2 separate regions of the Bos taurus genome follow, and region 1 is linked to region 2. A link is a contact called in public Hi-C data. All regions are on one chromosome and are shown on one strand. The core of a region is the stretch at or near the end of the contact, and the rest is flanking DNA. Distances in the headings are between cores, read along the strand shown. Region 1 holds the start of PPP2R1B (protein phosphatase 2 scaffold subunit Abeta). Region 2 holds the start of SIK2 (salt inducible kinase 2).

Region 1 (2,700 bases), core at 91-2,590, 160 kb after region 2:
TCAATCAAGTGTCTTCATGGATTTATTTTATAGAAGGAACTAGAAATTCATAATCGCACATCAATTACTTTTCTATTAGCTAAATAATTAATATCTGAATATGTCCGGCCACAACATTACAATATATGCTTTGCCCTGTTTCTTCACAGTAGAAACAACAGGCTCAGTTTAGTACTAATACTATGGGCAACAAATACAAAACAACAATCCAAGTTTTGAAAGCCACTGGAAAACAGAAATGCCCAGGCCTTTCCTCAAAGAGTCACATACCTGTAAGGAATGGCAGCAGTTCAGTTCGTGTCCTTTCTACTCCGAGTGCTAGAGCAATTGTTGATAATTTCTTAATACTATTGAGACGGAGCTTTAAAAAAAAAAAGTAGAAAGAAGAATGAAGTAAAGAAGCAGTTGTGATTTAGACCAAAAGAGAGTAGCTGCAAATAGGTGAGGTAATGGCATACTGATAAGAAGGAAAAAAAAAAACCTTTAATTTACACTTTATTCTATGAGGAACCTCAAAAACAAGGGAACACGCCTTCTTTAGCTAAAGTAAGATTTCTCAGGAGAAATCCTCTGACGGGCCCATTAAAGAAATGAAAGAAAATACAATATCCGGAAAAGCGAGACAATTTTAAAAAGAGAGAAATGTAGCAGTGGTCAAGCAGGTGAGATGGTTGAGTACCACCCCAGGCTTTTCAAAGAAAAGTTCAATCAGAGATGACATCCCGCCTCCTTTAGGTTAGTTTAGCCACCCCTCCATTCAAGCCGGGCCAGTTTCCAGCAGGCCGCGAGGAAGGCAGTCATTCCCCTGCATTTCAGAGGGCGCCTCGGCGTCCTGCAGCCCCTCGCGGCCCCGCGCCGCCCGCCTCCCGCTCGCCCCGCTACGGGCGCCGCCGGCCCCGGCGTCCTCACCGCCCGGCCCAGAAAGGGCGCCCGGGCGGCAAGCCGGTTCCCCCACGAGCACCCAGGACCAGGTGGGACGCCGGGCCGCCGCCTAAGCGGGTCAGAATAAGGCGTGCGGGGCAGGCTCCGGGGCCGCCGGGTCGAGCCACCAGAACCCCTCATGGGTCCCTCCCCTCCTCCCCGTCAAGTTTCAGCTCAGGGTCCCGGCTTTCAATCCCCGGGCCTCCCCCACAACAGGGGCCGGCTGGCCCCCTTCCCTACCACGCGCTCAGCCAAGCCCGCGTCCGCTGCCGGGCGCGACTCCAATACCTGCACGTCCTCATTGCGGAGCTCGTCGATTAACACCGCAATGGGGTAGAGCGAATCGTCTCCATCTCCGCCGGCGGCCCCCGAGCCGGTGGCAGGCCCCGCCGCACCCGCCATGTTCTTCCTCCTCCGCCTGGACTCGGCCGCCCGCTGCGCCCCCTGGCCCCGCCCCACGCCCTGGCCCCGCCCCGCGCCCTGATAGGCGGGGCTAAGGCCGGAGCTCGGCGGGAGCCGAAGTCTGGGAACTGAGTTCCTGCAGAGCGGGTGGAGACCCCTGCCAGGTCCCCGTTTCCGGAGCTGTAGGTCTGAACTCCAAAAGACAGGTGGGCTTAGAAGGCGAAAGGAGCCTCCGTGTCCTTTTCCCAGGCGAAAGAAACAGGGGCAGGGATTCATCTTGCTCGTGCTGATCTGAAGGCGTCGGGAACCTACCTGCATGACCTGTGCTGTGTCCTCTTAGGACTCAGGGGACCAAGAGGATGCTTGAGGCCAGGAGGAAAAAAGACTTAGCGCCTCCCTCCCCCGATCTCATCCTGGCCCGGAGCCATTTGGGTCTCCATCCCTAATTTCCCCCGCTATATCCTCACGCTTCCACAAGCTTCCACAGAACCCCTCCACCCCTTCCTCCGGCATGTGCGCCAGAATTGTATCTGGCTCCTGCTCCGTAAGACAAATACCGCGGGCGGTGAGAGAAAATGAACAGTGCTATCCAAACTCCCCAGTCAATATTTTTTCCGCTTTTTCCATGCAAGCTGTTAAAAACATGCTGCTCTCTTGTTTTTGTGTTTCTTTTCAGTTTGGTACTGGAATGCTGCCTTCTGTTGTATTTTCTTTCTCTTATTTTTTAGGTCTTTAGCATGCTAGAAGTACAACAATCAAGCAAAACTAGGACAAGCTTTAATCCTTCCAAATTGGGTGAAGCGGCTACTTCGCTTGTACAAGAAAGGCTAACCTGACCTCTCTAGAACTCCAAGAGTCCTCAAAGGCAGCGGTGGGAGGAGGTCCGACGGTATGAGAGTTCTTGCAAAGTTTAGTAGGAAGTTTCCATTTACCCTGCCCATTCCGGGCAGGCAGCACGGAATAACTAGAATGTCCTCTTTTTTGTTTGTTTTGGACTATAAGCTGCTTAGAGTGATCACTACCTGTGGTGATCACAAGCTCTGCAATGGTAATTTTATGTCTGATGAATAAAAAAGGAAAATTGTCAATAAATGTAATTTCAGTTCAGTTCAGTCACTCAGTCGTGTCCGACTCCTTGTGACCCCATGAATCACAGCACACACCAGGCCTCCCTGTCCATCACCAACTCCTGGAGTTCACTCAAACTCATGTCCATCCAGTGGGTGATGCCATCCAGCCATCTCATCCTCTGTCGTCCCCTTCTCCTGCCCCCAGTCCCTCCCAGCATCAGGGTCTTTTCCAATGAGTCAACTCTTCGTGGCCAAAGTATTGGAGTTTCAGCTTCAGCATCAGTCCTTCCAATGAACACCCAGGACT
Region 2 (2,700 bases), core at 143-2,642:
ATAGTACTGAGTGACTGAATTGAGCTGAAACATTGTAAGAATAAGTAAGCACCTGTGGATTGTTTTTTAGAATTCATTGTTATAGTCCATTTCCATGAGTATTCATTCATGATGCTCCAATTGTCCCAGATGGGTAAGTGAAGGTAACTTCGAACTGACTCCTGTTTCCTTTTGACATGTCCGCATTCTTTGAAAATCTTGCTTTCTGGGACAAGACCTTTTAAGTGCATTTTATACTTTCCCTCTCTGTCTGGGAATAAAGCCATTTCTCCAGAGTCTGGTTCCTTTTATTCAAAATATTAAAATAACGCTGTACCTGTTTCCCTGGGTCAGCATATGAAAGATCAGTGTGGTGATTTGCTATCCTAACTTTAGCATTACCAGTGTGACCTTGGCAATTTCCTTCATTCCCAAGGGGTTGATTCCTCATCTGAAAAGAAACTGGATTAGGTAAGTATTTCTTAAGCTTTTCAAGGTCACCAACACGTTTAAAAGCTATATTCCCATCTTCCCAGAGGCAAGCTCAAAGAAGCAAAAAAAAAAAAAAAAGAAAGAAATTTGCACACATTTTAGGGGTTTCGAGCCCCAAAGCCCATTTGAGGCTCCAAATCCCTCGATTTGGTGATCTCCAAAGTCTACTTCACCGCTGATACACTGTAAGGGTCGGTGCGGGTGTCAGAATGAACCCTAAGAGACATCAAATTTGGAGGGATGTATATAGAAACAGATGAGAAAAAGATACAAAGAAAGGAGCCTGTGAGCAATGCATTGCTCAGCCAGAGTTCTTCGCCCGTGCCAAATTTAGGAAGAACAGTAGTCATAGGCGAGAGGTTTTGGCGGGAAGGTCCCATGGGTGGGCGGGGAACGCCTGGCCCCGGGAAGGAGATGCCGGGGGCAGGGGAAGGAGACCCAGGTCCGGCCCCAGTCGCTGCAGCCCTCCGCGCCGCCCACCAGGGCTCGCTCTTACCCTTCGGCTGGGTGGCCGAGGAGCGGGGCGGGCCAGGCGGCGACCCCGCCCCGCTCCTCAGCTAGGCGGCCGTGAGCTCTGAGGGCGCCGGAGCCCGGAAGGAACGCGCCGTCCAGGCCCCTCCCACCTGCCCTCCCTCGCGGCCGCTCGCCGCCGACGTCGGCGGGGCTCCGGTCGCCATGGTGACCAATCGAGGCCCGGTCCCGCCCCCGCCCCTCTGTCCCGGCCCCCTGACGTCGGCTTACGTCAGCGGCGGCGCGCGCCTGGCTGGGCCCTGCGGAGCGGGAGGGACGGAGCGCAGGAGAGAGCGGAGCCGCAGTCGCCCGAGCGGAGCCGCGCAGCCAGTCCGCCCGCCAGCCCGCCAGCCCGCCCGCCCGCCGGCCAGTCCGCGCTCCAGTCCGCCGTGCCTGGCAGCGGGGCCCAGCATGGTCATGGCGGATGGCCCGAGGCACTTGCAGCGCGGGCCGGTCCGGGTGGGGTTCTACGAAATCGAGGGCACGCTGGGCAAGGGCAACTTCGCCGTGGTGAAGCTGGGGCGACACCGGATCACCAGGACGGAGGTGCGGCCCGGGGCTCGGCGGGAGCGTCCGAGGCGAGGGTTCGGGAGACGAGCTGTTGGCCGAGAGGGCCGGCTGCCGCGGGGGGCCTGGGCAGCTCCGAGAGGCCGGGTCACCGGCTCAGGCGAGAGGGCCTGGGAATGTGAGGACCCAGAGAGCTCCAGGGGTCGGTGAACACCACGGGGACCGGGGCCGCGTCGCCCGGACCTGGGTGTCGTCCGATTTGGAGAGCCGGGCCGCCAGGCGCTTTGCCTTCTCTGGGCCACCCTTGGGGGCCCCCTGGAATTTCGCCCAGAGCCTCGCACCCGGGGCCGTGACCTAGTCTGTGGGCCTCCGCTCCGGAGCCCAAGTTCCGCGTCTTCCCGGCTTTCAGCTGGGGGTGGGGTGGGAGGGGAAGTCTCCGCGCTCCTGGGCTGCGCGATGAGAGGCGTCGCCAGCCCGGCCGAGGGGACCGCCTGCGCCCCGACGCCCCGGACGGGGCTCCTCGAGGCTCCGGGGGAACCGCGGCGCCCCCTCCCCGGCCGCTCGAGGAAGGGGGCCCCCGGAGGCCGGGAGGCCGGGAGCCCGGAGCGCCACGGTCCCATCTTCTCTCCGTTCCTGGTGCCAGACAGTATCTCTGACCTGGTGTCAGGCTCGCTGGATCTCGCGCCTGAGGCATTTCCACCTCAGTACTCCAGACAATAGAGCCGGTTAAAATGGTCATCTGGGCATTCGCACAGTTGGTGGGGTTGGTCTTATGCTAGGTGATTTCTTTACCAGGTGTGCGTTCTGGCGGTGAATACGCGTTCCTTAAGCCGCGTCAGATTCTACCTGTCTACTCTAAAAGCCCTCGACTGCTTCCTGACCGGGAAGCCAGCATCTCCCCCCGCCCTCCATCGCACATTCTCGCGCACCGCACATATTTTCTCGCAAGTCTCTGTTCTTACCTAACCTGCCCCCCCTTCCTTTCACCGCCTCAAGCTGCTCTCCTCAGGGTCTCTATTTTAAGACGTGCAAATTAAATACTTTAGAAAAACGGTAGAAACAAAACCATTCTTTAGAATAAAACCTTGTGTTTTTGGCGTACTCTACTTTGCCTCATTGTAGTTGTTCTGGAGTTTCATCCTTTGCTTTTTTTTTTTTTTTTTCCCTTCCCACTTTTCATCCTATTCAGCGTTTCACCTTGTTAGTGCGAAG

The links. Hi-C and Micro-C count contacts between places; a contact is called where the count stands out from the background.
Region 1: a Hi-C map of liver shows a contact between it and region 2, with 3 times the contacts expected there. The contact joins the promoter of PPP2R1B here to the promoter of SIK2 in region 2. A contact is called at or near these places in 4 of 11 Hi-C or Micro-C datasets (liver, skeletal muscle, skin fibroblasts and 1 more).

Annotation. Positions count from the first base shown.
Region 1 is chr15:22,088,635-22,091,334 of ARS-UCD2.0, forward strand. PPP2R1B (protein phosphatase 2 scaffold subunit Abeta) reads right to left here and starts at 1,341. Exons shown (of 17, transcript XM_059875085.1): 1 at 1,210-1,341; 2 at 271-361. The coding sequence starts at 1,323. LOC101906330 (a long non-coding RNA gene) reads left to right here and starts at 1,420. Exons shown (of 2, transcript XR_237466.3): 1 at 1,420-1,529; 2 at 2,052-2,439.
Region 2 is chr15:21,926,562-21,929,261 of ARS-UCD2.0, forward strand. It overlaps SIK2 (salt inducible kinase 2), which reads left to right and starts at 1,393. Exons shown (of 15, transcript NM_001192277.3): 1 at 1,393-1,527. The coding sequence starts at 1,393.